6 separate regions of the Mus musculus genome follow, and all the other regions are linked to region 5. A link is a contact called in public Hi-C, HiChIP or PLAC-seq and promoter capture Hi-C data. All regions are on one chromosome and are shown on one strand. The core of a region is the stretch at or near the end of the contact, and the rest is flanking DNA. Distances in the headings are between cores, read along the strand shown.

What was found. Promoter capture Hi-C pulls out the DNA fragments that hold promoters and counts their contacts. Hi-C and Micro-C count contacts between places; a contact is called where the count stands out from the background. HiChIP or PLAC-seq counts read pairs in DNA pulled down with a chosen protein or histone mark.
Region 1: a contact with region 5 is called in a Hi-C map of the N1E-115 cell line, with 5 times the contacts expected there. The contact joins the enhancer-like site here to the promoter of 1700095J03Rik in region 5. A contact is called at or near these places in 24 of 39 promoter capture datasets (the 3T3-L1 cell line, 3T3-L1-derived adipocytes, the C10 cell line and 14 more), 9 of 15 datasets of contacts at CTCF or cohesin (CD8 T cells, the G1E-ER4 cell line, embryonic stem cells and 4 more), 220 of 484 Hi-C or Micro-C datasets (the 3T3-L1 cell line, the 63-12 cell line, the AML12 cell line and 110 more), 26 of 115 datasets of contacts at active chromatin or transcription factors (PVALB interneurons, Th17 cells, astrocytes and 15 more) and 4 of 9 other capture datasets (adipose tissue, embryonic stem cells, liver and 1 more).
Region 2: a contact with region 5 is called in an H3K4me3 HiChIP or PLAC-seq map of embryonic forebrain, with 4 times the contacts expected there. The contact joins the enhancer-like site here to the promoter of 1700095J03Rik in region 5. A contact is called at or near these places in 18 of 484 Hi-C or Micro-C datasets (the G1E-ER4 cell line, the HL-1 cell line, LSK cells and 8 more), 3 of 115 datasets of contacts at active chromatin or transcription factors (astrocytes, embryonic forebrain and embryonic hindbrain) and 2 of 9 other capture datasets (adipose tissue and embryonic stem cells).
Region 3: a promoter capture Hi-C map of hippocampal neurons shows a contact between it and region 5, with 6 times the contacts expected there. The contact joins the promoter of Lmo1 here to the promoter of 1700095J03Rik in region 5. A contact is called at or near these places in 23 of 39 promoter capture datasets (the 3T3-L1 cell line, 3T3-L1-derived adipocytes, the C10 cell line and 15 more), 1 of 15 datasets of contacts at CTCF or cohesin (stem cell-derived epiblast-like cells), 5 of 484 Hi-C or Micro-C datasets (the N1E-115 cell line, cortical neurons, embryonic stem cells and 2 more), 17 of 115 datasets of contacts at active chromatin or transcription factors (bone marrow-derived macrophages, craniofacial prominence, embryonic basal ganglia and 9 more) and 5 of 9 other capture datasets (adipose tissue, embryonic stem cells, liver and 2 more).
Region 4: a contact with region 5 is called in a promoter capture Hi-C map of hippocampal neurons, with 4 times the contacts expected there. The contact joins the promoter of Eif3f here to the promoter of 1700095J03Rik in region 5. A contact is called at or near these places in 4 of 39 promoter capture datasets (HPC-7-derived erythroid cells, cranial neural crest, embryonic stem cells and 1 more), 1 of 15 datasets of contacts at CTCF or cohesin (large pre-B cells), 5 of 484 Hi-C or Micro-C datasets (the N1E-115 cell line, cerebral cortex, cortical neurons and 2 more) and 7 of 115 datasets of contacts at active chromatin or transcription factors (T-cell acute lymphoblastic leukemia, acute myeloid leukemia, astrocytes and 4 more).
Region 6: an H3K4me3 HiChIP or PLAC-seq map of embryonic basal ganglia shows a contact between it and region 5, with 5 times the contacts expected there. The contact joins the enhancer-like site here to the promoter of 1700095J03Rik in region 5. A contact is called at or near these places in 20 of 39 promoter capture datasets (the 3T3-L1 cell line, the C10 cell line, the HPC-7 cell line and 11 more), 11 of 484 Hi-C or Micro-C datasets (the Patski cell line, cerebellum, cochlea and 4 more), 10 of 115 datasets of contacts at active chromatin or transcription factors (bone marrow-derived macrophages, differentiating embryonic stem cells, embryonic basal ganglia and 7 more) and 4 of 9 other capture datasets (adipose tissue, embryonic stem cells, liver and 1 more).

What each region holds. Positions count from the first base shown.
Region 1 is chr7:109,137,281-109,141,227 of GRCm38.p6, forward strand. Lmo1 (LIM domain only 1) reads right to left here. Exons shown (of 4, transcript NM_001302205.1): 3 at 3,302-3,427; 4 at 1,285-1,696. The coding sequence ends at 1,591. Among named protein-coding and RNA genes, the nearest start is that of Gm44781, 3.6 kb to the right of the region's middle. Within about 2 kb of position 2,336, at least 4 of the 459 cell types and tissues checked have an H3K27ac peak or open chromatin away from gene starts, as enhancers often do. A contact at or near this core is called in the N1E-115 cell line and stem cell-derived neural stem cells, where this site is marked.
Region 2 is chr7:108,970,224-108,973,829 of GRCm38.p6, forward strand. It overlaps Gm32309 (a long non-coding RNA gene), which reads right to left. Exons shown (of 3, transcript XR_003946849.1): 3 at 1-1,553. Among named protein-coding and RNA genes, the nearest start is that of Gm39067, 17 kb to the left of the region's middle. Within about 2 kb of position 2,283, at least 29 of the 459 cell types and tissues checked have an H3K27ac peak or open chromatin away from gene starts, as enhancers often do. A contact at or near this core is called in cerebellar granule neurons, cerebellum, cerebral cortex and 1 more, where this site is marked.
Region 3 is chr7:109,172,481-109,176,562 of GRCm38.p6, forward strand. It overlaps Lmo1 (LIM domain only 1), which reads right to left and starts at 2,727. Exons shown (of 4, transcript NM_001302205.1): 1 at 2,458-2,727. The coding sequence starts at 2,479.
Region 4 is chr7:108,932,919-108,936,784 of GRCm38.p6, forward strand. Eif3f (eukaryotic translation initiation factor 3, subunit F) reads left to right here and starts at 1,497. Exons shown (of 8, transcript NM_025344.2): 1 at 1,497-1,889. The coding sequence starts at 1,514.
Region 5 is chr7:109,437,204-109,440,949 of GRCm38.p6, forward strand. 1700095J03Rik (RIKEN cDNA 1700095J03 gene) reads left to right here and starts at 1,415. Exons shown (of 2, transcript NR_152110.1): 1 at 1,415-2,979. Stk33 (serine/threonine kinase 33) reads right to left here and starts at 1,850. Exons shown (of 14, transcript NM_054103.1): 1 at 1,714-1,850.
Region 6 is chr7:109,113,440-109,117,604 of GRCm38.p6, forward strand. No RefSeq gene overlaps it. Among named protein-coding and RNA genes, the nearest start is that of Gm44781, 27 kb to the right of the region's middle. Within about 2 kb of position 2,547, at least 36 of the 459 cell types and tissues checked have an H3K27ac peak or open chromatin away from gene starts, as enhancers often do. A contact at or near this core is called in the HPC-7 cell line, embryonic basal ganglia, embryonic forebrain and 1 more, where this site is marked.

The sequences.
Region 1 (3,947 bases), core at 1,086-3,585, 300 kb before region 5:
GGCCACAAAACCCGGACTTATAGAAGCAGTCTCTTCCAGGCGCCGGAGAGACTTGTCTCCACACTTGAGAATGGAGAAGTGAGCCTGGTGCATAGATATGGGAGGGGCAGCCATAGCTGGAGGCCATAGTCAGGCTCCTCCATTAGCACTGGGCTCCTGGCTGTGGCCAGGTGGAAAATAGGCCCTGAGGAAGAAAGCAAAGGGTCTGGGTGGAGCGCCTGTCCACACGGCCTTCCCTGGCCAGGCTTCTCACTGATGCTCCTTACCTACTCTGCTCCCTTCCAGGCTCCGTGCCCAGTACTGTGGCATTATCCTTGCTACCCCGGGTGAGCCTAGCTCAGCCAGGCAGACAGAAATGCCTGTCTGACTGTCTGCCACAGGTCTGGCTGTCTCCTGGCTTGGGCTGACTGCCTGCTGGCTCGCCTGCCTGTCTCTGCTGCCTGTCCACACATGTGTCTGTTTGAGAGTATGTCCGCTGGCTCCTCTGTCCCGGACTCTTGAGAGTCAGTCATCATGGCCCATGTCTGCTGCGGGGAATGGGCTCATTTCAGCTCTCCCCAGAAGCAGTCTGCCTCCCCTGCTGCGCCCTGTTAGTGTTCCTGGTTTTCTTCTCTCTCCCCCTACCTAGGCTTCAGACCTCCAGGTCCCCAGCAGACTTCTCAAGAGCAGAGACTGTGTCTCAACAATGACTCAACCCCATGCCTGATTCCCTTGGTGTTAGCTCCAATAGAGGCATACGGCTAAGACTTGGAGTAGATTGAGGTTTGCTGAGTGACTGACTGACTGTCTCGAGCCTGCATAGACAAGCTCAAGGGAAACAGAATGTTTTGATTGATAAGCAAGATACTAGGATCCAGGTCAGTCCCAGCAAACACTATCTGTCACTGTGAAAGGGAAAGGGGTTAAGAGGGTACTGTCATGATATGGGGCTTGGGATTTGGGGTTCTACTGTGGACCCAGAGCATGGGTCCCCATCTTGCTACTTTGCTAGGGGTTCCAGTGACTTTTAGGGTTGGTCTAAAAGTACACAGAGTGTCACAGCGCCGCTCTTCTCAGGGCTTTGCATAGGGCTAGGATGTATGCTTTGCAGGGAGGGAGGCATACCCCACTTCTCATGTGTGGCTGGGGCACTTTGAAAGATTCCCTTCTTCTGGTCCCTAAAGCCATGCTTGTTTGCGTCTTTGTGGCAAGAGCATAGGCTGGAGGTCGCTTCTCCATGCCCCGCCCACCAGAGGCAGAAGGTAGGGAGGTGCAGTTTTGTGTCGGTAATGTGAACAATGCAGTCATGTCCCCGGAAACATTCATAAGTTTAATCCACGCCAGTAATAAAATCGCATTACATTTCTCATAAAATAAATGTTCCCATTTATATACAGAAGACAGACTGTACAGGCTGAGCCTGGCCCCAGGAGGGGTCCCACAGAGATGGGCAGTGGTGGTGGAGAACAGCCACCTTCCCATCGAGGATGAAGTTCTAACTTGTAGGACAGCGGCTGGCCAGCCCGCGCAGGCAGAGTGGCTGGCCGGCCTGCCAGGCAGGTGGACAGGTGGGCAGACGGACAGATGGACCTGGAGGCCAGATGGTGGGCGTTACTGAACCTGGGATTCAAAGGTGCCATTGAGATGCCCCTCCTCATAGTCCACCTGGCACAAGATCATGTTGTTCTTCAGGAAGAATTTGTCTCCCACGCAAAATCTAGAGAAAAAAAAAATCAAGAGAAAAGAGGGCTATAGGTGAGGTTCCAGTGAGAGGAGGTCCCAGCCTGGCCCAGGAGGTGGGGCATGCATGGCTGACGGTGCTGCTGCTGATCTGGCTGGAACCTCCCAGGGAGTGTAGAGGAAATGCCAGGGCACTGCGAGCCTGGTCAATTACTCTCAGCAGACCCCTGCACCCTGGCGTGGTGAGATAGGTAGCCGGTCAAGCCACAGGCCTCCCACCAGCAGGTCATGTGAGGAGGTGCAGGGCGAGGGCAGATGCCTTACCCCGGTCCCAGAGATGGTGCAGCTTGGGAGAGCTTAGGGGACCAGAACTAGAGAGTGGAGGGATGGAGACCAAGAGATGAGGGGAGGTAGGGAGAAGGAGAACATGGCTGCTTCCATCCCTCTGCCCTCTCAGCTTAAGGCTCACAGCCTCTTACGAGTGAGACCACAGTCCACAATTTATTCTTTAGCCCAGGAAGATCACTTTTGGGTCTCTTAGTCTGCTGGAAGTACTGAAGAATTTTCAAGCTTCCCCTTAAAGACATTGTCCCCTGGTGGCCAAGACTTTTAAGCTCCTGGGTCACTGACTCAGTCCCAGTAGTGGATCTCAGTTCAACCACCAGGTGGCGATGGAACTTCACAGAACCCTGCTGGTAGGCCGTCTAGCCAGAGCTCTCTGCCAGTCTAGTGTTCCCTGCAGGTCCCTCTAGACCTCAACCTGAAAATATCTGTATGGATTCCTACCTGACCTGAGGGCTCCCAAGAAGAGTTCCTGCTTTTTGATGGTAAATTCCTAGCCTTAAGTCCCTCAAGTCTTCCCCCAGGACTGGGATAATGAATAGGGCCCAGAAATCCACAAAAGAGGTGGGGGGGGGGGGGGCAGAGCCAGATTCATGAGTAGAGTTGGGGGTTGGGGGAGTGATATTCCCTAAAGATATCTCTTACCCTATGGGCCTGGGAACCCCTTCTCACAAGACAGGACACAAAACCCCATGCACACAGATACAGTACACTCAGTACACACATTTAAAACATGCATACAATTCTCACCTCACCAGGTACATACAGTATTCACAAACTCTTATGCATGAATAATTATAGTTGCATGCACATCTAAACACCTATCTCATGTACTAGTATTCGTGTGCACACAAACATTTACAATACAAACACAAGCACATATATACTGGACCTGTGGCACACTCCTACAGTCCCAGCAACCATGGCTTCATAGCAAGTTTAAGGGTGGCCTTGGATACTCGAGACTCTGGAACAAACAACTCCTCCCTCAAATGTGCAAATACTTTATGCTATGTACAATATATATACATAGTGAAAACACACACACATACCCCATCATTCAATTCATGTAGAAACTTACCACCTACATAGTGCACTAATACTGTAGTGTACACATCTGACCATAAGATGTAGATATACACACATGCACATGTATGATAAGCAAAGCATGCATACTTAGCTACATACATAAATGAAGTCACACTTGTCTGCACGCCTCCTCAGCGCTCCTGGCTCAGCCAGCAGGCCTCAGGCTCGGGTCTGGGTAGTGTGTGGGGCTGGCTGAGGCTCTGGCACTCACCTCTGATTGCAGAGCTGGCAGGCGAAGCAGTCAAGGTGATACACATTGTCTCGGGCCCGCATCACCATCTCAAAAGCTGGGATCAGCTTGCTGCAGGCAGCACAGTTTCCTGTGGTGCCAAAAAGCCTGCCAGGGGAAGAGCACAGAGGATGTAAGGGCCTGCCTGGGAGCTGCCTCCACCCAGAGGCTAGCCCATTCCCTAGCTCTTGGGACAGCAAGCGGGCCTAGTCAAGAACTGACTACCATATCTAGATCCTGCCAGACTGAGCTTTAAAACCATCTTACTCCCCATGGGGGGCTATGTAACCTACAGTCAGGTGTAGACATCATCGCCCTACACCCATTTCAAGTTCCCACCAGAGTCCCTAGAGCACCACGATGGGCCCCTAACAAAGCCTCCAGACCCACACAAGCCTAAATTTCAGAAGCCCTGATGAGGCTTCTTGAATTCTGCTTGTCGTGGGCTGTGTATTCTCACACAGTCACTTGGAACCGCCCAGAGTCCCTGTTATCTCAATGTCAAAGGCCAAACTGCATCCCTCACTGGACAATGCACTTGGCAATGCCTAACCTTAACCCTAACTGAACCTGTGGCTCAGGGACAGGCTAAGAGCTTACAAAAAACTCACCCCATCTGATCCCAAGG
Region 2 (3,606 bases), core at 1,033-3,532, 470 kb before region 5:
TTTTTGAGCCTCAGCCTGTCTGTGAAATATTACTAGTGTCCACTGTAGAGGGGTGTGCTTCCCACTAAAGAAAGAAATGCAGAGTACTGCGACAGCTCAAACACACAAGGTCTATGGGACCCTAGAGGACAGAACCAGAACCAAAGCTCTTTCCTGGGCTTGAAGACCTGGCAGTGTACAGACCTAGATACTGAGTTATGCAAGTGTGAGGTTTTAGAGCCACTGTCCATCACCTCAAGGTCAGGGGACCCTGTGCCTGGGAGGTGTGCAATTTACCTAGCCTCTGGGAGGTGTGATAGCCTCTGGGAGGTGTGATCCTGGGGTCTGCAGTTTACCTAGCCTCTGGGAGGTGTGATAGCCTCTGGGAGGTGTGATCCTAGAGTCTGCAGTTTGCCTAGCCTCTGGGAGGTGTGATCCTGAGGTCTGCAGTTTACCTAGCCTCTGGGAGGTGTGATCCTGAGGTCTGCAGTTTACCTAGCCTCTGGGAGGTGTGATCCTGAGGTCTGCAGTTTACCAAGCCCCAAGATTACTTTTGACCATCCTTCCCTAATCCTCTCCAGGGTGTCATGGGCAGAAGCCTCAGTAGCAGCTGAACCTCCAGAGCAGCCTCAAGGTGAGAAGCATGGGTGCCCCTCCAGGGAACTGGCTTCAGTTGCTAAGTTCACCCTTTCTGTGTGACCTGCTTCTCCTGGCTTAACCCTGTGGACTGTGGAAGGGACCAAGGAAAATTAGAGAAAGTACTGGTCTGAGCTTAGTTCTGAGAGCTTGTCGATTCTAACTAGAAGTTTCTCGTCTGCTGAGACAGGACAGAAAGCATGTGGAGTCAGGGGAAGGTTATGAGAGATGCAATCTCCCCTTTCCGGTACAAGCACTGTGTGCTCCGTGGTGGATAGGGAAAAGCCAAAGCCTTGGCAGGTGCCTTAGTGGGCTGATTTGTATCATACACACTCCCCACCTGGAAAGTGCCCATACACAGTGCCGTGCCCAGAGGCTGGCTCTGGCTTTCCTCCCTTTCTGAGCCCCACATTCTGTCTGTGATACCTGGTGTGGGTGAGAAACCATCTCAGTTGATGGTCTGTGATGGTTTTGTGTTCTGGAGTGGGTGAGAGCAAATAGAATGGGTCTCACTGTCTGCACCCCTCCCCTGACTCCTCTCTAAGACTTCATCTGTCTGCTTTGAGACGAGAGACCTGGATCTCTGGAGTCCCATTGGCATGGAATCAGCAACATCTGGTTTCATATCTGGGGGTCACCTTTTCACCCTAAAGGTGAAGTTAGCCCCCAAAGATAGGCTTCAGGCATTTTTATTAGAAATTCTTAGTTATTGTTCCTAACCCTTGCAGGCATTCAGGATGTAGTATTTACAGGGTGAGTGGGGGAGAACAAGAGGGAAAGAAGTGAGTTGGGAGTTAGGGAAGCAATTGGGTAAGGGAAAGACAAGAGGCAGTGTCCCTGGGAGGGCTGGAGAGTTGGCAGGAGCATCTGAGATGTTAGCACAGTCTGTCCTGAGGCAGTAGGAGTGTTGGAGGCATTCAGCAGGACACGGAGGGTACCTGAAGAGAGAGATCAGCATCACCTTTCCCAGGTGCCGCTAGTGGATGGAGTTGAGAGGAGCAAATTGGCGGTAGACATTATCCTAATTCCAATCAGCCAGAGAAGAGACCCTAATCCAGATGTGGTTTGGGGGAGAAATAGGTGGGGTTCAAAGATGCTCAGTAGAGAACATCAGAACGTGCCACGGTAAACAAAAATGGATAGAACAAATCAGGAAGCCAAGATGGTGCCACAGTGGCCTGACTGAATGGGTAGGCACATAGGAAATCAACAAGGGCACCCTCCAGTGGCAAGTGCTGTGCAGCATCTTGTTGTTAGGTATGGAAAGCAGGCAGAGAAAGGGGTTTAGCGATAGGGAGAGACTGTACAGCCTGCAGGCTCAGGTGTTCTCAGTGTAGGGGGTTAATGTGAGGATGTGTGGCCTGCTGTGTGTACTTCCAGTGGTGCGAGGAAACAAGAGACTGAAGACTGACAAGAGAATCTGGTTCTCAGTGGCTTCTGAAAAGCATGCTGTGTGTACTCCCACCCTGGAGCCTGCCCTCTGGCACAGAGCCACCCACAGAGAGGCCAGCAGTGCCCGCGCCATCTGCCTGTGGACCTTCCAAATGAGGTCTTTTACCTCAGCACATTTGGTGCAGCCTGGTTTGCCATAGTAACCTACAGACACAGGGACACACAGATTCTCCGTTGCCATGGAAACCAGCAGTTGGCTATCCCTATGTGACATAGCCCCGAGACCTTGACAATTTAGTCTGATCTTGAAGAGCTTAGAAGGGATATGAGACAGAGGGTTTTGTGTCCCGATTAACCAGTGTTGGTAGTCGTTAGCTTTCCTGTTGCCTTGGTGATGAAGGAAGACACAATTGTCAACAGACTCCAGGGCTTTGTGTATAGTCTGATGCCGGGACCATCCCCCAAACTCACTCCATCCTCTGGCCATCATGGGCCCAGGATATCTTTTCTTTCTCTCTGGGTTTGCACTCCTCCACCCAGACAAGACTTTTGTTCCCAGGAGGCACTCCCCGGCTCATGGGATCTCGGCATTCAAAGCAGAACAGGAGACCTGGGCCCCTGAAACGGGGCCACCGAAGAGATAGGTAAGCGCTTGAACGCCCTCCCTGCGTTTGGCCCAAGGACCTGCCCTTGTGTGAGCTCCACCCACCACTCACAGGCCTCATTCCTGTTTTCTACATTCTAACCATCCCCCCTCACTCCTTACTGTCCTGAGTTCTCCCCTTCTCCCTAGATGCCTCTCCCCTAACACATGGGGTCCCCCAGCCTCACAAAGCTCAATAGTCTCTAAGCATGTGATCAAATAGGTCCATACTGTAGGATGTGCCCAGCACCTCAGGGATCCAACCCCCCTCAAGTGAGGACCTCTGCCCCATGCTTAAACCTCCAGTTACTCCAGGTTGTGCCTGCTCTCTCTCTCCTGGAGGGCTCCTCTATCCAGCTTCTGCCAGTTCTCCATCACCCCAACCCAGCTTCACAACCACAGCCAGTCACTGCCCAAAGAGTGAGCAATCCTGTAGAAATCACCTCCACCTGATCCATCACTTAATCTACTTTCTGAAGCTATTGAAACCAGGACACTAAAGGAGGCCTTGAGTGACCACAGTGTGGCCAGGCAACCAGTGGGAATAACTTGGTGAGCTGGCAAGCGTGTGGAGAGTCACCTGTTCTTTTCCTCCTCAGGAGAACATCCCGGAGGAAATACTGGAAGGAAGGAAGGGAAATCGCTGGGTGAGCTGACTGGGGAGGAGGGAGAGCTGTCTCTGGAGAAGGCCATCCACAGGAGAGGCTGCGTGGGGAGGTGGGGAGGTGGGGAAGTGAGGGTGGCTCTTTGGTCATGCTGTGGTGTGTATATGTGTGAGGTGGAGTTTAGGGAAGGGTGTGGCCACTAGGTAAAGTCTGTATTACTTTGACTATTGTGAGCTTGATTTGCTCCTGTCAGATCTTCTGTGGTCCTTTTGCCCCCTGTCCATCCGAGTAGCACTGGTGAAAGGCCCAGAGGCCCAGCTTTACCAGCCTTCCCTGGGTCTCTCAGCTGGA
Region 3 (4,082 bases), core at 1,477-3,976, 260 kb before region 5:
ACGACGACTCAGTCAGCTTGGATCACATTCCCACTCTTGCGTCTGAACCTCCACTCATGCCAGCATCCAAGATACCCAACAGGCAGCCACTTGGCCAGCATCCCTTTGAGGAGCCAGGATTCCTGCTTCCCAAGCCTGAGGCACAAGGCAGTGAGCTGCAGAAGCAGGCAGGGCATATGGGCAGGGAAGCGATGCTGTCTGTGAAGGCTGCTTGTCCCCACAGGTGGCTTCCTCTACACCCTAGCTATGAGCATGGCCCCCTAACTTGTTCTGAAGGGAGAACCCCAGAACTAAGTGGCAGTGCTGCCCAGCAAGTCTCCGGGTGCTTAGGAAGGGGCCAAATGTGAGCTTCACATGTAGGGTGGTCTCTCTTAAACTTATAGGTGGGCTGCACCCTCCTGTCTTCCTCCTCTCAGGCTTGCCCAGGTCCTGGGTGGAATCCTAAGATGCCCTGGGGCTGGAAGAGACAGTTTTCACTCCACACATTCCACAGGTGGTGAACGAGCCATCTCACTTCAACACACCAAAAGTGCTCCAAAATGCCCTCCAAATGCCTCTGGGGACATCCAGGGGACACCAGTTGATCAGTCCCCAAAGTTTCTAGGAAGAGAATGGGGGTGGCTGCCTTACACATTTCTGAACAGGTCCCAGCAGCTCATCCTTGTACCTGGCAGAAACATCCAAAGAAAAGGGTTCCTGCATTGGGGGTGGGGGACAGTTTCACTGGATGCCTAAGGGCCCAGGCAGGCTAGATTAATCCAGAGATCTTCAGAGGCTGGCCAACATGCCGGAGCCCCGAGGGCCTTTCTTGAAGCACAGTGACGTTATCTCCAAGATGGGGTTACACACTGACCAAGTGGTTACTAGAGAGGTATTCAGGGGTGACAAGGGTCCTTTCCCTGTGCACGTGGCAGCCACAGGACAGAGTAAAGCATCATTTGCCGTGCCATCAGAATGCCTGCTGGCCAGGTTCTGATGCTCTGCCTTTCCACTACACGCACAAAAGCAGCCAATGCACAGGAATTTGCAGCCAGCTTACAGTGGAGAAGTGCACCGTCGGCAAACTCCCTCTTTGGGAGTCTAGAGAGGCCTTCTCAGAAACTGCAGTCATAAACTGTTAGGCCTTAGAAAGGCCTAAGCCAAATCTGCACAAATCTACCCTGCCCCTCCATGAGAGCCACCCCACCCCTGTATACGAGCCCCTAAACAGCTAGGGGTTTAGAAGGACACAGGTCTGCCCTAAGACTCGGGGATTTCCTCTGCTACCAGACTTTCTATGCTAAAACAGACTGTCCTGAACAAGCCAGGACAATTGATCACTATAGGGGAAGATGGTAGGACAAGACAAGTAATTATTGGGACCAAAGAAGAGACCAGACAGACAGACCCTCTTCCTAGTGATTAGCAGCTCCCAACTCTAAATTTCGGAGTCTCCTTGTCCTACTATGTCATACTCTAGGCATGAATGTCCTCAGCCCAGAGGATGGTACAGAGATGACTTCTCCAGACAACTACAGTGCAGTTGGGGGGAGGGGGAGGGCGGGGGAGGGAATAGTCAGACCCAAGGGTAGACTTAGATTTTGTGAGACCCAAAGTTTACAGCAGTCTTAGGGGTCGGGGCTCCTTAAGAAAAGCAATATGATCCCAGCCTGGGCTGCAGAGCAAGACACTTAACTATCCTGGGTTCCCCCAACCCCAACCCACCTGGCCAAAAATGAGAGAAAATGAGATTCTTAATACAAACGGACCTGGTAGTCTGGTAGATCTGGTAACAGTAGGAGACCCTAAAGGCCCCAAACTTCTTGTCTAGTCCACCCATCTATCCTAACCAGCAGGATACTCACTAATGTAGTCTGGGTGAACTGATGGCATGCAACCTCCTAGCCCTGCAGAGGGCCAAGATAACACCACCCACCAAGTAGGCCCTGAAGTCTCAGTCCCCAGGTGCAAGGCTGGGCGGACCCAAGGACCAAACTATTTAGAATACACCTTCATCCGCCAAGTTCTCTGAGCACCCCTCTCGGGCTCCCTTTCACACTGCGGTATGGAAAAACATGAAAATACTCAAGGAGGCCCAGAGAGTGGCTGGCGGTGGGTACAACCACAACCGGGAAGCCCGCACCCCACGGGTTCTCTGTATGCTCCGGATGCCTGCAATGGGGCAAGAGCGAGAGAGAAAGTTCCCGGCTGCAGTGTGCCCAGCTAACAGGCTCCAGGATGCGCGCGGGGCGGGGGGGAGACTTCCTCATCCCGGCGAGGAACACGGGGCGGCGCAGAGCCTCCTGGCACCTTCAACATACACTCACACACACAGGGCACACGTCCAGCTTCCGAGCTTCCGGGAAGCCGCCAACAGGCTCCAAGCAGCGGTCGAGACCGGTGCCTGGGCCTCTGTCACCGGGATGGAGGTAGCCTCGGCAGAGCCCCCGCTGTTCCCAAGTGTCCCTGAGCACCTACCGTCCTCTTGGTCCAAAACCATAGTCCCCAGGCGGCTCCAGCCGGGTGCGGGCGGAGGATGCAAAGGGACTCGCGGCTCGGACTGTCACCTACGGGGCGACTGCGCTGCTTCCCGCGGTCGCGCGTGGGCCCCGCGCCCCGTGGCCGCCGAGGAGGGCGGACGGAGCGGCGCCCGGAGCGCAGCGCCGCGGGCGGGCAGGGCGCTCGGAAGGAGCAAGCGAGCGAGGGCGCGGCGCGCTCAGGGGCGGGCGCCGGGCGGGGCCGCGGCCGCGTGGGCTGAGCAACTGGGACCCGGCCCGAGCCAAGCGGGAGCCTGAACCCGAGCTAGGGCCGGAGCCCGGGCCGGAGCAGCCGCCGCAGCCGCGCGCTTGGGTTCCCGCTTGCAGTCTGCTGCGCTCGCTCTCACCAGAGTGCAGCTTGCATTTCCCAGGGCCCCTCAGACTCCCCTGTTAATTAAATCAATTCATTATGCTCAGATCTGATTAGCGGCCCTTCCCCCCCTTTGAATCAATTATTCAATACACAAACATAATTGCTTGGGCCAGAGGTGCCCGCCATTAGCTTATTTAACTCCAAGGACACTAATTACCCGCAGGGCACGGGAACTTTTCTCATTAATTCTGACAAAACACAAAAGCACAGCCTGAGTGTGTGCATGTGAGGGAGTCTGTGCATGTGTGTGTGCCTGTGTGACCGCATGCCTGAGTGAGGGATGTGTGGGGTGGTGGGCCGCTGAGACAGCTTATGACCAGTGGGGAGGGTGGCATTTGTGCCATCGCGTGTGGGAGTGTGCAAATTCAACGGAAGAACGTTCTGGTGTAAGTGTGGGACTCCAACTCCGTGTATGAGTTGAGCTGGGTGTGGTCTGGGACTGCGGACTAAGGTTAGAGACCCAGCGCAGGAATGCAGAGTACTTCTCAGAGTATGACTTTGAGAATGTGACTCCCTGCCACACTACCCCCTCCTTTTTCATTATAGCCCAGCAATTGCAGCTACAACCCTGGAAAGCACAGACTACAAAAGAGAAGCCAGGCAGGAGCAGAGTAGGGGGTAAAGAGGGCAGTGAGGATGGTGTGGGTGAAGCTGGAGCCAGCCTACTCCACAATATCTACCCCCTCCCCAGTCACCTGCTCCTGCTCTGACTGGACTTTGCCACATGCACCCTCAAGTTCCCACCCCACCTCGCCCCTTACTCCTTTCCCCCTCACTGCCTCTTCCCATTCAATGCTACCCTCACGCTTCAATGTACCATAAAAGCCCCCACTCTCACACAGGCTTGACACGGGGGCAGCTCTACCCACCCCATCCTAGTTCGCCTCCAGTCTCAAAGCTGGAGAGAGGGTGTGCTTATAGTGGACCAACTCTACATTTTACCTCCCAGGAAATCTCTATTGAGGGAGCCAGGGAGAGAGCCCACAGAGGCAGGGACACAGAGGGTAATTGATTCCCCCAAATTAGGTTTCTGCTTTCCAAAGACTGGTATTGTTCGAGTTCTCAATGTGCACAGAGGTATTGAAGATTTCCTTTTTGTTTCCTCGGGCAATGAATGAGCTTAATCCATTTGGCTTTTATAAATCAGGAAACTAATATTCACTCCTTCCATGGAGGCTTAAAAATTTTAATTG
Region 4 (3,866 bases), core at 247-2,746, 500 kb before region 5:
TTTTTTATAGCATAGGAGTCTTTTTAAAAAGATTTATCTGCCGGGCATGGTGGCGCACGCCTTTAATCCCAGCACTCGGGAGGCAGAGGCAGGCGGATTTCTGAGTTCGAGGCCAGCCTGGTCTACAAAGTGAGTTCCAGGACAGCCAGGGCTATACAGAGAAACCCTGTCTCAAAAAACCAAAAAATAAAAATAAAAAATGAAAATATTTATTTATCTATTACACACACACACACACTGTCCCTATCTTCAGACACACCAGAAGGAGGCATCAGATCCTATTACAAATGATTGTAAGCCACTGTGTAGTTGCTGGGAATTGAACTTAGGACCTTTGGAAGAGGTTATTGCAGAGAATCTGCGTTGAGGTTCTAGCAAGGGGAAGGGGTTGGTTGGTGGCTTACAGCTACTCACAACTCTAGTTGTGTTCCTAACCGCTGAGCCATCTCTCCAGTACCAGCATAGGAGTCTTCATAATTAGCTCCTGGCCCTGCTTAGAGATCTATCCTTTCTTTTGATAATGCCATTTAACCACCAAATTCTTTCTTTAAATGTACTAGTCTTGCTCTCATTCACCTTAAGCCCTCTACATGAACTGTTCACTCCACCAGAAGAGCTCTCCCTACAAAACCCCAAATAATAGTTGGCTGCCTGAATTCTTCAAGTTTCCACTCCAACTTGATACCCTCATTGTATCCTACTCTAACCCTTCATAATCTTTCATGCTCTCATAACCTCCACTGATCATTTCTTTCTCATAGCACAGTCAAATAGTAATAATAATTTACTGTGTATCGAAGCACTTTCTAACCTAATGTAGGATTTAGTCCTTTTCTCTCCCCCAAAGAGAATGCAACCCTTTGCTATTTAGTTCACTTATATACCCTAGCATATAAGAGAGAGTCTGGTGCATATTAAGCATTTAAATTGTTGAATGAATATGCCTCCCTAATGATGCCTTATGAAGCCATCACAAATAAAGCACTATTGGTCAGGCATGATGATTCCTGCCTATAGTCCTAGCATTCGGGAAGCAGAGGCAGGAAAGTTGAGGTAAGTTCCAGGCCAACCTAACCTATATGGCTAGGCGTGGAATGCAAAGTAGATCCTGAGTCCAAATTTTAATTCATTGATTAATAAGTTAAATGGATGTAACAGTGAATCCCCTGTAAGACTGATATTTAATATCCATTTAAGTCTTAAACAATTGCGACCTTTACACTACTCTGTGCCGCCACCTGGTGGCAACTGTGTAGATTGCTAGTTGCTTCCTCCCCATTCCCACCCCAGGAAGTCCTAAAGTTACTAGGAACTACTCTGGACTCCTACACACTGAGTGCGCATCGGACAGAAATTAAAGCGCACACCGCGCACTAAAACTTACAACTAGCCGGAAATTTCATGTCCAATAGTCATCAAGATATGATTCACGTGGTATAAATTTAGCCAATCAAATTTCTAATTCCTCCAACTCACGCTCTTCTGTTCTAGGCTCTCTCTCTTTCTCGGCAAGATGGCTTCTCCGGCCGTACCGGCTAATGTCCCTCCTGCCACTGCAGCCGCAGCCCCGGCGCCGGTCGTCACCGCAGCCCCGGCTTCAGCCCCGACCCCATCCACGCCAGCTCCGACACCGGCTGCGACTCCCGCTGCGTCCCCGGCGCCCGTCTCGTCTGATCCTGCTGTAGCTGCGCCTGCAGCCCCGGGCCAGACCCCAGCCTCCGCGCCAGCCCCAGCGCAGACGCCGGCGCCTTCGCAGCCCGGGCCCGCCCTCCCGGGGCCTTTCCCGGGCGGCCGCGTGGTCAGGCTACACCCCGTCATTTTGGCCTCGATCGTGGACAGCTACGAACGCCGCAACGAGGGAGCTGCCCGAGTTATTGGAACCCTGTTGGGTGAGTTCTGGGGAAATTAATGTTTTCTTCCTGTGCATCTTACTATTCCTCTCGTTCCATCGCCCCTGAACTCTTAGCCTGTTTCTCTTTTTGCACCTTCCTACTGTGGCTTGCCTTCCCGAGTGATCTGAATTCAGCCGAATTGCCGTTAAGCCACAGAAATGTGCAAGGAGTAGGTATAAGCTATTGCGTAGTTTGTGATACTTGATCTACATGTTATTTTATACTCCCAACAACGTGGTACTGAGAGGGCATGCTGCCAAAAATGAAAGCTCAAATGACAGCAAGTTCAAAGCCCTTGACCCGTTAAACAGAGTACCCACATGCCCTCTCTTATGCAGTGACCTACCACCACCCCAGCACAAACAGAAAGTGCCCACCACCCATGTTAGGGAAGAGGATGTGTCAGAAGCTTCCTCCAACTCAAATAAACCAGGTATATTTGTAACATATTCTGGATATATAATATCTAGCTTTCCTAAACTTTTCAGACAGGCACGTGTCCCAAGGTTTTCCTACATACTGGTTCATAAACCCTAGATATGCTCAGCTCCAAGTTCTACCCCCACCCCCAACCCCCACCTCACTCCTCTGATTTTTCATTTGGACACAGACTGTTGTTGTATTATGTGTCCGTCGCTAACCTTCAAGATGAAGAGAAGCCAACTATCTGAAGAGGTTGGCATCCCAGGCTTACGGGAGGGTGGCAGGAAGTGAAGCCCTCAGTGGTTTGGTCACCTGCCTGTGGGGCAGGACTCACAGGGAGCTGAGAAGACTCCTCCAGGCTGGTCTCTGCAGAGGCCCATGACCAGCACTCATTCCAGAGCCGAGGCAGGGGAAACTAGAGAACATGCCTGCTTTGTGGAAAGTAGTAGACCTGAGTTGGGCCTGGACAGCAGATTGAGGGCTGAAGCAGAGCACCTGCAAAGGGGAGGCAGAGAGAGGCAGAGAGTGGACGCAAGGAAATAGAGCTCGCAGGTCAAGGCGTGACAGAACTGCAGCATGAGAGGGGTTTGGGTGAGTTCTAGAGCTGCCGTTGTGCATACAAGAAGAAAGGACAGAGTGTGGCTTGGGCTTGGTATTCCTTGTGAGGTGCCCCTGAGTGTACCAGTGGGTTGGTCAAGTAGAAAATTGAGTAAGCAGGGCTGCCAGGGCGCTTCACTGCCTGCCCGTGCTTCACTTCCCAGAGCCCACATGATGGAAGGAGAAAACCTGCAGACGGTCCTCTGACTTCCATGGGCAAGCAGTTGCACATCCATAATTAATCAGTATAAAAGAAAGGCAAATTTTAACAGTACGTGTGAAGATGCAAATGTAAAGAGGTGTGGGCAAGTATGCCCTAGCCCCCAGAAGATAAGTAACTGAAATAAAGAGGTAGATGTACTCACCTACCACAGGGATTGGTAGCTGTGTTTTTAAAAAAAGTCAGGGAATATTTTCAGCTTTGTGTGCAGTCTGTCACAGCTACTCAACTCTGCCCTTGTAGCAGGAAAAGAGCCATAAATAATGCAAAAGAGATTGGGCACATAAACATGAACTGAAGTGTTTCTGGGCCAGTACTTGACCTAGAAAAGAAGCATAGAACAAAAACTGGGAACACTAACAATGCTGAAACCCTGAGGTGTCAGAGGAGCTAACAGATTAGGAAGAGAAGGGGAAAAGCTAGAAGAGACTGGTATCTTGGAGGCCCTAGGAGAAAAGGCTCTGAAATGGGGGAAGCAGTCACAGTGGTCAAAGTTGGTGAGTGTTCAGATGACAGAAGGTATACCTGTGGGTTAAGAACCTTGTCTTAGGGTTCCATTGCTGTGAACAGACACCATGACCAAGGCAGCATTTCACTGTGGCTGCTTACTGGTTCTGAGGTTCAGTCCATTATCATCAAGGTGGGAAGCATGGCAGCATCCAGGCGGGCATGGCACTGGAGAAGGAGCTGAGAGTTCCATGTCTTATTCAAGGGAACCCAGAAGAAGACTGGGC
Region 5 (3,746 bases), core at 165-2,664:
ACAATGGCAGGGACAGGAACATGTGCAAAGGTCCTGAAGTGAGACAAAAAGCCATGATGGAAAACTGAAGAAGAGTCTATGTATCCCCAAGCACAGAGGCGCATGCTTGCAATCCCAGCTACCTGAGAGACTACATCAGGAAGAAAACAAGTAGAAGCTAGCCATAAGGCCTGGCCTAAATTTATTTATTTACTTATGTATTTATTTAGAGTGCTAGGATTGAATTCAGGGCCTCCCTGTGTGCTGTGTGTGTGTGTGTGTGTGTGTGTGTGTGTGTGTGTGTGTATGTATGTATGTATGTATGTATGTATTATGTATCTATTTTGTGTACAATTTGTGGAGTCTGTTCTCTCCTTCCAACACGTGGGTCCTGGGGATCAATTTTGTGTCATCGGACTTGGTGGTAAGCACATTTATTTACCCAAGGAGCCATTTTTCTGGCTCAGCATAATCAATTTGTAAATTTTAAATATTGTTCCTGCTGTAGAGCAAGAGATAAAATAGGAATACTTTAAAATGGGACACTGACTTCAGACCAATTAGAAGGTAACTTCAAGAGACACAGTAAGAGCATGGTAGCCCAGACTAGGGTGATAGAAGAAGAAACAGAAGTGGTTAGATCTGATATTTGGTTTGAAGACAAAATGAACACAAAGTCATGGCAGTATGGACATAGGAGAAAGGGAAATGGGTACTGATGAGGGCAAGATTCCTGGCTTGAAAATGATATAGATATATGATTCATTAGGAAAAGAACACTGGTGGCTTACACAGACTAGACTTTTAGATATGTAGTATCTCGGTGTGGTGCTCACAATTTGAAGACATGACCTGGAGAACAAGGAGAGCAAGCTTAAGTTCAAAATCTGTTGCTTTGGCATTCCATTCGCAGATCCTTCCTCCTACATAGGCTGGCTTGATCTTGCTCTGATGTTGAAGGTGGGTTGTCAGACCAAAAAACAGCGGGGGGGGGGGGGGGCAAGGTTCCTCCGCTGTGGTTAGGCGTGAGGAGCACCCCGAATGTGCAATTATCCCCTACAACTAACTTAACCACTTTCTATTTGTCATTCACAGGGCAATACCACATACAGGCTCATTTCACCCGACAACGGTGTGAGAAATTCTAACGTGCGTCTAGGAAACAGAGACAGCAGGTTTAAATTCCCTGTCCTCAGAATCATCTGGAGACTGCTCTTAACATCGCCCTGCCTCCTGAGCATCCACTCTGTGCAAGGAAAAAGACTTAAGAAGCTACCACATAACGAGGTCCTAGTAGATGTCAGGCTCTTAGGAAATTAAAAAGACACCAAGCCCTTACAACTCCATGGCTTTTAAGGACGTTTTCCCACACACACACACACACACACACACTTACCCTGAGTGAGATCACATTAAACTTTCAAAAATGTTTCCTGTAGCGAACATGGGATGGGAGTGAGGAAGTGAAGATGGACCCAAGCAGCAAGGGACCACCCCAAACACCAGACCAGGGGAAAATGAGGTCCCGGGTGTTTGGGTCCCCCGAGACTCCTAAAAGGGTCCGTGATCATCCCCAGGACCCTCCTCCGCGCAGGACGCCTGGCCGACCGCTGGCTGGAGCCCTGAGGCCCGTTTGCCTGCGGTTGTCATAGCAACGGGGCTCGAAGGCTGCCTAACCCTCCCGCCCACCTTTTCCCTCAGGGTAGGGCGAGTCAGCGTTGCGAGGCCACTCACCACAACGGCCGGCGGGCTGCCCCTGACAGAGGCACACACTTGGACCCGAGTGGTCCCCCAGCCCCGAACGCCACACCTAAAGAAGCTGAACTTTTCTAAGGCCCGGGATGCCGACCCAGGAGGTGGACGGGGTCTGCACCGGGACAAAGCGCGACAGCAAACGCGAAGCCCCAGCCTTCCGCGCGCAAGTGAGGCCTGTGAGGAGAGCGGGGGCCGCACAACGGCGCCCGCGTGCCCGGGAGCCTGGTCTCCGCGGGCCGCACCCCAGACACGGAGCGGGGAAGCCTGCCTCGAGCACCGTGTCAAGTAAAACGCTTTTCAACAGCACTGTCGCTATCGTGACGGGATGTTCCGACTTATTCTCAGTCATGGCCCAGGCGGCCGGTGCTCGTGCGGCGAGGCTCGCCCGTCCAGGGGGCCTCATACGATGTGAACGTGGTCAGGGCGTCTCTGCTGAGAGCTGGGTGTGGATCCTCACAGAAAGGCTGAAGTGGCCCGTGACGAGTCAAATAACATATCTCTAGACTTGTCCCAAGCCTCTGTGGGACCATCTCCAATGTATGTCGCAAGCAATGGAGCCGTGAAAAGCTGGCTACAGCTGTATGCTAATGTTCTATTATTGATCTGAACTAGGAATGGCTTCTGTGGGCGGGTCCTCTCTCCAGCAGCTGTCGGGAAGAAATTCAACTCTACTTGGACTAGCATAATTATTCAAGGCAGATGTCTTCTAAAATTAAGGTGATTGATAGCCAGTAACAGTACAGCAAAGCAATTAATTTTATTGCTTACAGGTGTACATTTGGCAACTACTTAATCCTGTTGCTTTCATAGGAGGGAAAAAAGTGCTCAAAATGGGCACAAGTAGTTGGTAACTTCATTTTGGAAACCATTTTTCAACCACAAATACTCCCTGCCATGTACTATATTAATAGAACTTTGGGATCTTGGCCAAGCAATGTTCTGGAAAATTACAGAACTATCGTCTAACAAGAGTCTGGAAGAGATGTGAGAATTTGCACTCTGTATGTCCCCCTTGCCTGTATAGAAAGATGGCATGATTGCCCATCCAAGCCTAAGTCTGAGCATGAGTTTGAGGAGATAAACTACTATCTGCTTCACTGAACTGTGACATGCATGGATCCGCCTTTAACAAACCCCTACGAAGGCTTTTAGACTCCGGACCCTTCCAAAAAACAACTTCAAACATCTGACAAAGCCTAGTTAAGGGACAACACTGGTAGGAAGAATTGTTGGAAAGGCATGCTGGTGAGTCCTCCCCTGCAGTCTGTCAGTGATGCCCAAACTTGCTCAACACCAGACATCTACCGGGAATTTTTGTTTTACTTTATTTTGTGTTTAAGTGTAGATTCACAAATTATACACTCAGAGATTCTGATTAAATAGGTCCCAGTTTTGAACGGGTGGGTAGGTGTGTGTGTGTGTGTGTGTGTGTGTGTATGTGTTTCTAGCACTGGTTAGGAACCAGTAGGCTAGGGTTTTGTTTTGTTTTGTTTTGTTTTTTCTGAGTTGGGTCAGACCATCGAAGCACACTGTGTTTGTAGTCTGGGAAGATAGTTTCAGTTGATAAAATACTGACTTCAAGCATGAGTACCTGAGGTTGATTCCCAGAACCCAAGTTAAAAAAAATAAATTGAAAACTGGGCACAGAGGCACATGCTAATAATCCCAGCACTAAGGAGGTAGAGACAGGAGGTTTCCTGAGGCTTACTGGCCAGCTATCATAGACTAATTGGTAAGTTTCAGACCAGTGAGCAGTCAAAAACCAAAGTTGACAGTTCCTTGGAACAACACCACCTAAAGCTGACTTCTAGCCTAAACACACACACGCACACACACGCACACACGCACACACGCACACATACACACATACACACAGGTCCATTTATTTGGGTGCATATGAACATGTATCTCTGCCGTGTTTATATGGAGATCAGAGGACAACTCTTGGGGCTCAGTTCTCTCCTGCCACCTTGTGGGATTTGCAGTTCAAACAAGTTCAGGCCTGCATATGT
Region 6 (4,165 bases), core at 1,297-3,796, 320 kb before region 5:
AGGCAAGGTACGGTCAGAGTGGGTTCTCTTTACCTGCCTCATCTTAGGCTACACTCAAGTCCAAACCTCTACAACCCTTCACCCTCAGTGATTAGGTGTCCTTATTGATATGAAGAACAAGGACAAACTGGCCCCCTGATACATACAGCTCCAGACATGTGGATTTTAGGCTAAGGAGGGCAGGAAGAAGGGAGACATATGGGACTATAAGGCCTCTCAGAGCAGGCCTGGGAAGGTGCATTGAGAGCGATAGGCAAGTGGGGTAAATAAAGAGATGGAGTGAGGAAGGAATGAGGACCACTGAAGAAACTGTCTCCCTAGAAAGTCAAGTAGCTGAAACCTAACTATGATCGTCAGTATTGATGGTCAACTTGACAAAATCAAAAATCAACCCAGGGTACCAACCTCTGGAAATGCCTATAAAAACTTTAATTAGGTTCACAGAGGTTAGGAAACCCTAAATGTAGGTGCACCATCCTACGGACTGGGGTCTCCAATTGAGTAAAATGGAGAAAGTAAGCTAAACACCAGCTTTCATTTCTTCCTGTTTTCTGATTGTAGATTCAATGTGACCAAATGCTTCCCATCCCTGCAGCCATGCCTTCCCCATGGTGGGCTGTAGCATCAAACTGTGAGTCAGAGAAAACCCTTTCTTCCTTAACTTGCTTCTTGTCAAGGATTTGCTTACACCAACAAGAAAAATAACTGCTATAATGGCCCTGTGCTTTGAGTCCTTGCAAAATGTAAGTCCCTCTTCTTCACTGGCTTCCTCTGCTTCCTCCTCTTTTTCTGATTGCATGATCCATCCCATGGAGGAGGTGAGTGGAGATTCAGCCTGCTATGGGTCTCAGAGAATCTGGGGACTAGCCTTGGAAGCCCTTCCTTCTCACAGGAAACAGTCTATGGAATTACATTCTACCTCTTGATGGATTCCTGGAGCTCTGTGTAACCAGAACTTGCCAACCCCCTTGGTCATGCGCATTCTTATCCCACAGGCATGACCATGACAGTGACTGCCATCCTACTTCTCTCGGAATACCTTGTGTCTCGGAACTGAGGGGAGGAGGCCCCAAGACAGCAGAGTAACCTCCTCATGCCCACATGATCCTAAGACACAACCAGAGATTTGAACTGTGATCCTTTCAACCACTTCTTAAATCTCAGCTTGAGAGTTTTCCAGAGAGCTAAGCTATATAATAAATATAGACTCTCAGATCTCTACTCCATAAGCTCCAACTCTAGAAGTCTGAAATCTCTCTGAAGCTCTCGGGCAATGGCAGCTGCAAGCTCATGGGACATGTTTGGAGTAGTAAGGATCTGCTCCAACCTCTTTCTTTCCTGAAAGAAAGACTGGAAGAATGACAAAGCAAGGCAAGGGACACTGGCTTTCTACTCACACATCCACAAACCCAAGTCGCTTTAGGGAGACAACAAAAGTCAGGCCAAACCCAGCAGGCCACGAAGCTGCATGTCAGGCCTCTGGCCTGGCCCAGATGGTTGGGATATGAAAAATGTTAGCCACCGTCATTGGCTGATCCCCCATTGACAGGTTGTCATTGACAGCAGAAACTTGGCCAATGGCAATCAATCAGAGGGTCCCGCGTTGCCTTAAATACCAGCAGAGCAAACAGCCTTAGACAAAGCTGAGCCATATATCAATTACCAAGAGGCTGCATGCTCCTCTGGGTGGAGGCAACCAGAGTGAGCGGCCAGGGCTGCTGCCCCAGCTGATAAGGACGGGTATTGTTTGGGGACAGCTGGCAGTCCGATAAGGGCCTGCTAGCCCGAGATAATGGCAGTGGGCAGACGCCTCTCGGCAGTTTAGAATTTCTTGGGTCTCCAAGAAAGGTTCTATTAAGCCCACTGACCCCAATTGAATATTAATTAGCTAATTAACGGATTTATTGTTCCACGCCATTTCTGGAGAGGCCATTTTTTTTGAGTGCCATTATTTTTGTAAATGATTTTTCGCATTGTGCATAATTGAATCTTCGCAGCTGCCAGCATCTTCTGCATGATTTGGCAAAAAAAAAAAAAAAAAAAAAGCAAGCAGAAGCACTTAGGGTTTTCTCCCCCCCATCCTCTCTCAGAACAAATGTTTTCAGCCCCTCCTGCTCCTACTGGAGGAGGGGGAACAGGGGACCTCTCTCTATTTCACAGGTTTGTTTTTTAAGCTCAACTGCAGAGTCTGCACTCCTTTTTCCTGCCTATTGTAGACAGCTGAGGGCTGAGGCACTCGGGGCAATCTTGTACGAGCCCTTTGTCTAGCTGTCTTGAAACTGGGCAGGCTTGGCTTTGCTCAGCCTGGACTCCTTAAAGGCATTGTGTTTTCTAGGAGAGGGTAGAGGGAGGGAACACAGCAAGAGCTGGCCCCACGGCCAGTTCTGGATTGCCAGAGGAGGTTCTCTGTTAGCAAGCGACTCTGGCCTGGGGGTCTGCCCCTATCTACCCAAACCTTCGCTACTGGAACCAATCCTGGTTCTCTCTGTTCTGGGGGAGGGAACGAGTGCCCCCGTGCCTCTCTGTTGATCTTTAATAAGTCTTTCCTCCAAATTCCGAACCAGTGTTGCCTGACTCCCTGGAGCTGGCATGTGGCCACAATAAGTTGACCCAGTTGGTCCCATAGGCAAATGGCTGATTGCATGGAGCCCATTCCTCCAGTCTGGAGTGGGAGGCTATGTATACTGGGGTGGGGCTGGAGTGGGCAGCTTGACAATATTGTCAGGCAGCATTGGGGAGCCTTGTTGGACCTCTTGTCCCTTCTGAATGGCTAATGAAGCCAGGGGCAGGCAGAGGCTCCGGAAATATTAGTTAGGGCCCCTGGTGGGAGGGTCTATGGCAAGCTTGTGCCCAGGCTTTGCCCCTGGCCACCAGGGGCTGCAAAGCTTTATTGGGATTTTTTATTAAGCCACCTCTTCCTGGCCCCATTTTGGTCCCTCTCCTGCTGTTTGTGTTCAGAAAAGGAAAGGAGGGGGCGCTTTTCTGCATGGAGACATGAGTCAGGAAATAGTTCTGGGGTCCTCTACTGCAGACAGTGGGTGGAAGTACCTTAATGCCCCCCCTTTTCTGTACCACAAATAGACCAAAAGACTGTTGTGGATACCCCTCCAGGTGTAAAAGGCATGGAAAGAGACCAGGTGAGGTAATACATTTGTTAATCACCTAGCTTTCTCCCTTTCACGATGTGTGTGTACTTCAAAAACATTGTGTTATGGATGGTACATAAATACTATTTGTATCTGTTAATCTATCCTTTTTAAAGTTGTAGAAAGGACATCAATCATCTAGCTAAGAATGAGTGGTGTTCCTTAGAGATGGAGACCAGGGCCATCCAGTGTCTATGTGAACACCTGAAGGAATGGGATGCCCACTAACAAGCAGCTTGAAGATCCTTGTACAGAGCCTGAACACTCCTTTCTCTAACCCCAGTCTCCCTCTTTGTGATGTCATTCTGCTAATAATAGTAATAACAATAATAGTACACAGGTTAGTGTTAACTTTGGATCTATTATATGGCATACATTGCCTTAGGCACTTTTGATCTGCTACCTCCTTTAGTCTCCTACTGTCTCTTTGAGGTCGGGACACTCTCTTGAAGATGTAAAGCCATAGCAGCCACTCCAGAGACTGAAAGGTGCTAGAGTCTCTACTTTAGACCACTCTGCTCCTTGGTGGGAAACCATGGACAAGGCTGCCTTCCAATAGGGAGCTGCAGCTCTGATACAGTAAACAGACCTTACGTGGTGTCTTTGCTGCCCTGAACCTCTCCAGAAGCCTGGGGTGATCTACGCAGGAGAGCAGTGGGAGCCCGTGGTCGTCCATACTTTATACCCACACTCTAGAAAACTGCATGGGATGCTGACTTGATATTTAGAAAAGAAGACAAAATAAATCCTCTTCGCCACCTCTCAGAATGTTTGAATAACTTGATTTGATCCTCCTTGAGGTACCAAATATGTAGGCTTTGCCACAGCTCCAGAATCTGCTGCTTGGGGTGCGTTAGTCTGCATCCAGTTGCTGTGATAAACACATGACCAAAAGCAAGTTGGGGGAGGGAAGAGCTTGTGCCTTTATAAAGCTGTATCTTACAGCTTATAGTCCATCACAAAGGAAAGCCAGGGCATGAACTCCAGCAGAAACCTGGAGTCTAAAACCAAAGAAGGGA